Regions from separate parts of the Ovis aries genome. Here region 1 is linked to region 2. The links are chromatin contacts, called in public Hi-C maps. All regions are on one chromosome and are shown on one strand. Each heading gives the region's core, a stretch centred on a gene start, on an enhancer-like site or on the middle of the called end of the contact. The rest is flanking DNA. Distances are from core to core; before and after follow the strand shown. Region 1 holds the start of PPM1A (protein phosphatase, Mg2+/Mn2+ dependent 1A). Region 2 holds the start of PCNX4 (pecanex 4).

What was found. A called contact is a pair of places that touch in the nucleus more often than the background predicts.
Region 1: a contact with region 2 is called in a Hi-C map of liver, with 2.9 times the contacts expected there. The contact joins the promoter of PPM1A here to the promoter of PCNX4 in region 2. A contact is called at or near these places in 2 of 16 Hi-C or Micro-C datasets (hypothalamus and liver).

Annotation. Positions count from the first base shown.
Region 1 is chr7:70,532,589-70,536,119 of ARS-UI_Ramb_v3.0, reverse strand. PPM1A (protein phosphatase, Mg2+/Mn2+ dependent 1A) reads right to left here and starts at 2,003. Exons shown (of 6, transcript XM_060418127.1): 1 at 1,940-2,003. The coding sequence starts at 1,946.
Region 2 is chr7:70,358,006-70,361,462 of ARS-UI_Ramb_v3.0, reverse strand. PCNX4 (pecanex 4) reads right to left here and starts at 1,314. Exons shown (of 14, transcript XM_060418125.1): 1 at 870-1,314.

The sequences.
Region 1 (3,531 bases), core at 754-3,253, 170 kb before region 2:
GATGAGATTTTCAAAACATATCTAAAACTGCGGTTGGCAGAGGCTCTCCACAGCCAGCTGTCCTTCAAGAAAATACTTAACATGTACAAGCAAAGCAGAACCACACCTCAATAAACTCTAGCATCAGGAACTTTTATAGGTTAAAAAGAGGAATCAGTTCGATTTACTTCAATGGATTTGTTCGATGCCTAAATAATGAATGAACTGGAGGCATCACTGACTTGAGTTCTGAAGGAACCTCACTCTCAGCACGGTCTCCATAAAAACCTGAAGCAAATTCCCCCAAATTTAGTGTTTCGAGGCCAAGTCCGGTCCGAAGGAAGCCTCCCCCCGCTTCTATCTCTCGGCCTCGCTCCAAGGGTTGGAGCCCAGGAGGGTGGGGGCGCCGGACGCCCCCTCCCCGCTCGGGAAAAGTTCCGCCGGCTGCTCTCGGGACAGGCCGGGCCGCGGGCCTCGTCCGCGTCGCCCGCTACTAACATCGAGCCGGGCCTGGGCGGCCGGAGGGTCGCGACCCTCCCCCGGCAGCCGCCACCAACACCCCGCCCCCGCCTCCCCGCCGCCGCCCTCGAGGAGCGTTAACCCCTCGCCGCCCGCCGCCGGGCTCCGGGGAGGAGGCCGGGCCAGGGGGTGGAGTTGTCGCGTCTCCTCCCGGGAGCGCCCGGGCAGACGCCCGGCTTGTTTACAGGCCCCAGGCCCCAGGCCTGGCCACCGCCGCGCAGGCCCACGCCGCCCGCCCTCCCGCCCGCCGTCGGCCCGAGCGTCGCGCTTACCCGGAGCAGCCGCGGACGGGCAAGTCCCTGGTCCGCCGAGGCGGCGGCGGCGGCGGCGACGGCGGCCGGGGAGGGGGCGGGAGGGGGGTCACCGCGGCGGCGGCCGGCCAGGTCAGGCCGGGGAGGGGGCGGAGGAGGGGAGGAGCCGGGCTGCGTCCGGGCCCCCGGCTCTCGGCGCCCTCGCGGCTCAGATCATCCGGGCGTTGGAGCGGGAGGCGGAGAGCGGGTCCGGGAGGAGGAAGAGCCGAAGAGTCATAGCTTTCGCGCCCCACCTGCCTGGCGCCCCCCCCCCCCCCTCCCCAACCACCGGTTCCCGAGCTGCAGCCGCCGGAGCACCCGAAGCTGCAAGGCGGGCGGGCGCCGAGACCACAGCTCCCTCCCTCCCGCGCGCGCTCCCGCCCCTAGAGCCGCCACCACCGCCGCCGCCGCCGCCGCCTCGAGCGCGTCCCCGCGCAGGCGCGCTCTCGACGGCGCCGTGCTGCCCCTCCCCCACGCCTCCGACTGCCCCGCCCCGCCCCACCCCTCCCCGTCGGCTCAGCCCTCGCTACAGCTGCGGCGAGGTGGAGCAGCTGGAGAGACCCGGATGTCGTTGGGCAGGAACCGCAGCGCCGGCCGGCAAGCGGGGGACGGGGGGAGGGGGGAAGGGGAGAGGGGGGAGGGGGCGGGCGCAGATGACGTCACTGCCCTACCCGGTATCTTTCGCCGCAGTCGGCTTGCTACCCCGGCCTCAGACCGAGGCTTGAGGGAGCATCGCGAATCCCGGATCGGAACTGGAACCGGGGCCTTCATCTCCCGGCGTTGGGTTGGACGGAGTGTGTGATTGTTAGGAGCCCCAAGAATCGAGATGCCCTCCAAGCCTGGCAGTCTGCCGACGGGAACTCAGACGCTCCCCCGTGGCATCCCGGCCTCCCGGCGCGGCGCTGCCATCTGTCTGCAAATACACAAACCGCTCCCTGCTTAGGCGCAGTCCACAGAAGCTGAAGGACAACCCCGTGCTTTCGACTTCTCTCGGGCACGGTCGCGGCCTGGTCGAGGCCTGGCTGCTGCGGCTCAAAAGTTAACTCGGTGTCAGGCCGCCGCCAGACCCCCTCCTCCAAGGCTCCACACCTCCAGAGCCACCCTAGCCCCAGGGACCCTTGGAGACACACGCAGGTACCCCAGCTACACACCTCGCATCTCGAAGGGCAACTACCCATACACCGTACTGCCACCCACCCACATGCGAGTGCAACTGATACACACAGGAGGCACATGCTCTGAGATTCTGGCCGGTTTCCAGCCTGTAGCTCGTGAGGTTCCACATTGTGTTTATTGGCACTTGTTAGACAGTCACGTGATTCTGTCACTGAGGACTTCCAACGACCTCCAGTGAGGTTAAAGAAAAGAAAGATTTTTCAAATTCCAGAAGACAATAAAAACGTAACAGCTGCTTATATTAAGAGTTGCTGCTGCTGCTGCTTGCTAAGTCGCTTCAGTCGTGTCCGACTCTGTGCTACCCCATAGACGGCAGCCCACCAGGCTCCCCAGTCCCTGGGATTCTCTAGGCAAGAACACTGGAGTGGGTTGCCATTTCCTCCTCCAATGCATGAAAGTGAAAAGTGAAAGTGAAGTCGCTCAGTCGTGTCTGATTCTTGGCGACCCCATGGACTGCAGCCTACCAGGCTCCTCCATCCATGGGATTTTCCAGGCAAGAGTACAGGAGTGGGGTGCCATTGCCTTCTCCAATATTAAGAGTTGGAGATCTGCTAAACCTAGTTGAAACTGAGCGTTCAGGTGACCAAAATCCAGCTTAGCTAGCTAGACCTCGGAGGACCCACGCTGTTTGCAGACGCGGGGGATAGAATGACAAACCCTAGGCGGCCAATGAATCAGAACTGAGGCGCAGTACATCACCAGCAGGGTCTCCTATTGGCTGGGGCGTCCTTCCTTTCTCTCGTCAGAGACTTAACCTGTTCAGAGATTTGACCTACACCACATTTGCAGGAACAGAAGTTTAAAGATCTGAGATTTTAAAAATTTTTAAGATTTGAGATTTAAAAAAAGATAGATTTGAGATCTGAGATTTAAAAAGATGCTCTGGTAAATACAAAGAAAAACCAAACACTTCATTATTAGAGGCAGGTACTTTAAAAAGAACAACTGAAAATATTATCCAAATAGTGTTCTGGCGGATAAGAAGGTAAATTTGTGATGGGGCCTCTCTATTTTATCCCAGGAGCTTGTATCCTACTTTGTATCTCTTAAAATACAAGTGCTTAGTTTGTATCCCCTAAAACCGCTTTGTTGCTCCAACTCTTAGATCAAAAGCAACCCATTTATTCTGTCCCTGCCATTTAGCTTGGGCTTCCCTGGTGGCTCAGCTTGGTTCGATCCCTGAGTTGGGAAGATCCCCTGGAGAAAGGAATGGATACCCACTCCAGTATTCTGGCCTGAAGAATTCCATGGACTTAACAGTCGCAAAGACTCAGACACGACTGAGCGACTTTCACATAAAGTGAAGTGAAATCGCTCAGTCGTGCCCAACTCTTTGCGACCCCATGGACAGTAGCCTGCACCAATCTCCTCCGTCCATGGGATCTTCTAGGCAAGAGTACTGGAGTGGGTTGCTGTTGTGGCTCAGCTGGTAAAGAATCCGCCTGCAATATGGGAGACCTGGGTTCCATCACTGGGTTGGGAAGGTCCCCTGGAGAAGGGAAAGGCTACCCACTCCAGTATCCTGCCCTGGAGAATTCCATGGGCTGTATAAGTCCATGGGGTTGCA
Region 2 (3,457 bases), core at 65-2,564:
GGGCACGGAGAATGGCTGCTAAAGGGTACAGAGCTTTTTGGGGGCGTGATGAACATGTTTTAAATTTGAATTGTATGGAATGTGAATTTTAATCTCAATAAAGTTCTTACAAAAGAAAAAGAAACAGAAAAGGTCACACCCCCCTCCCCTACTTTCTGCCGCAGCTAATAACTAGTAGGCAGTTCTTTAAGTCGGAAATTAAATAAAGTGATGGTCAGGTGTCCAAACAATTAAACGACTAAAATGGCAACATCTTAACTGGCTTTGGAGGCTATGATAAAGATGTGGAGATTTGGCATGGGTGATGATAGACATCCAATAATATAAAGGATGGGCTCTGCCCTAATTGCGGGAATGAGAAAAAAATCCACCTAAGATTATACAGCTGAATAAGAGAAAAAAATAATTCAGAGGCCTGATAAGTAACTTCTGGTGGAGTAGACTTCACGGAAGTCAATGTTGGTCCTTGATAAACACAGGACTGTGGAGAGACAGTGCAGATCGGTGGGGAAAGAGTTGTTCCTGTTCAGGAGTCCGTGATTTGACTGATTTAGGGCAAAAGTGGAGAAAAGGAGAAAATTAATACAGTAGCAAGGGCCATAGTTCGTAATCTTTATTTGGATAACAAGCCCATTCCTAAACCAAGACTGAAAGGGCCATTTTCCATTTCACAAGTGTCTCTCAGAAATAAAATACTAAAATTCAACAGTCTAAAGAAGCCTTACGAAAGAAAGTTAAAAGCACACCAGATTGATGAACTCGAGACAGAGCTCATCTCATGTCTTAAAAAATGCAATCATCACTCTGCACAGGCTTGGAAATTAAGGCGGCCAAGAACTGCCCAGGTGGGTATCAGGGATCTAACGTACCTGGAGTCACCTGAGGGAAGAGGCGAAGCGAAGGCATTCGGTGACGGCACTTTTGCAGGTATACCCGGGCTGCGCGCTCCCGCCGGAAGGCTGCCTGCGGTCCGAACGCCGAGGCAGAGGAACTGTGGCGGCCACGGCAACCAGCTCACCGCGGTGGCGTGGCGACCGGCACCTCGTTTCCATGGCTAACGTCAACTCCTGCAGGAGCCCCCGGGCGCGGAACGGACCTCGGGGGCGGGCCGCGCGCTCGGCTCGTCCTGCCCCTCGGCCTGCGGTTACATCTGGGCCTCAGCCCGACCAGGCAAGGCCGAGTGCGGGGAGAGGCGCGCTCGGATCGTTCCAGCTCTGGGCCAACGCTCGCCTGACCCGGGACTGTGGGACTTGCGTGGGCTCGGGCCTCGCCTAGGGCCCAGAAGCGGCAGTGGGGGATCGTCACTCTAGCTCTGAACTTTCACCCGCGCCGCGCTTCCACGCAAGAGCGTCGTTGCCCTGGTGACGCGACGTTCCTCCGGAAAGTAGAGCGCTGGGGCTGATAGAGAGATTTTAAGAGCCGGCGCCATTTTGAGAGCGTGTAGCACTCAGTGGTCTGACTGACGAGTCTGGGTGTAGTGAGCCTCTAGCCGCTCAGGTTCCCGCGACCTACGTTAACCACAGCCGCACTTTGGCCGTCGCCACCCAATACATTGACGGTAATAAATGCGTTTAAGTGATACTTCATACATATACGTGTTCGCTGTCGCCCCTTTATTGCATTTTTCGCCCAGGAGTGGATTTGTGACTGCATTTTAAATACTATGAACCAAAATACCCATAAGTGAAACATGCCGCCAAGGTGTTTATTAATAAAGTCAGCCAGAGTTACCGTCTTCCATCTTTTTAAAAAAGCTATTTTTTAAATAATGGCGGACTATTATTAGTGGTAGTAATTTTTGGTCTGGGAGTCTTTACAGGGTGGCCTTGAAGTCCCCAGTTTTGGTAGTTTGAAAGTTAAAACATGCCCATATCGACTGCCTACATATTCCACCAAGTTTCATTGCTTCCCTAAGTTTTGGACACCTTCCAAGATGCAAGTTAAGAGCTCTTTAAATTGGTCTCTTAAGGATTTAGAGGTGAACTTAAAGCCAATTTGTAGGTATCTAGATAGCCTTGTCTCCTTCCTCCCCCGCCCGCATTGATCATCAGTTTTGCATACACAGAGACTTGATTGGCTTGAGGACTGTCTGTTTGCATCTCTTTATCTCAGAACTATGAATGCATCCTTTTTAGTTTCTTTCTTGGTTTTACTGAAAGTAATGGCTTCGTTCTTAAGTACTTAGGATTTCCGACCATAATGGGGGAAACCTTTTGGTGTTAATTTAAAGAAAGCAACCTGACTCATTGGAAAACACCCTGATGCTGGGAAAGATTGATTGAAGGCAAGAGGAGGAGAGGACAGAAGACGAGATGTTTGGATGGCATCACCAACTCCATGGACATGAGTTTGAACAAGCTCGGGAGTTGGTGATGGATGGGAAAGCCTGGTGTGCCTGCAGTCCATAGAGTGGCAAAGTCGGACAGACTGAGCGACTGAACTGAAAAGAAAGCCAAGGCTAATAAAAAAGAAGATACAAATCTATCCAGAGGAATAGTGTAGTTTATTGAAACCATGTGGAAGAAAACCCTTTGCACCATCCATGGCGATAATGAGGTAGAAATTACTAGGCAGTCAGTGTAGAACTCTGAGACCTCTGGACTTTTTTTCAGTAAACGTCTTGCTCCATTGTCCTGAATTTCTGGAATGTGTCTTTGGTCTGATCAATTATCAGCACCCAGATCCAGGGAAAGTGAAAGTAAAAGTCACTCAGTTGTGTTGGACTCTGCAACCCCATGGACTATACCATCCATGGAATTCTCCAGGCCAGAATACTAGAGTGGGTAGCCAGTTTCCTTCTCCAGGGAACCTTCCCAACCCAGGGATCGGAAACCAGGTCTCCCACATTGCAGGCAGATTCTTTAGTAGCTGAGTCACAAGGGAGCGCAGTAATTAGCTTCTGTTCCTTATGTCTGAGGCAAAAACAACTGGTGATCCTTATCTTAAACCCATACATCTGGCCCATTGCAAAATGGCCAGGGGGCATGAAAAAGAGAGGTGACTTAATCCAAGGATCAGTTAGTTGCTCAGTCCTGTATGACTCTTCGCCACTCCATGGATTGCAGCGCAACAGGCTTCCTGGTCTCTCACAAACTTCTAGAGCTTGCCCAAACTCATGTCTGTTGACTCGGTGATGTCGTCCAACCATCTCATCCTCTGTTTTATCCTTCTCATCCTGCCTTAAATCTTTCCCAGCATTAGGGTCTTTTCCAGTGAGTCAGTTGTTCTCATCAGGTAGCCAAAGTATTGGAGTTTCAGCTTCAGCATCAGTGCTTCCAATGATTATTCAGGACTGATTTCCATTAGGACTAACTGGTTGGATCTCCTTGCAGTCCAAGCAACTCTCAGGAGTCTTCTCCAGCACCACAGCTCAAAAACATCAATTCTTTGGTACTCAGCTTTCTTTATGGTACAACTCTTAACATCCATACATGACTACTGGAAAACCCATAGCTTT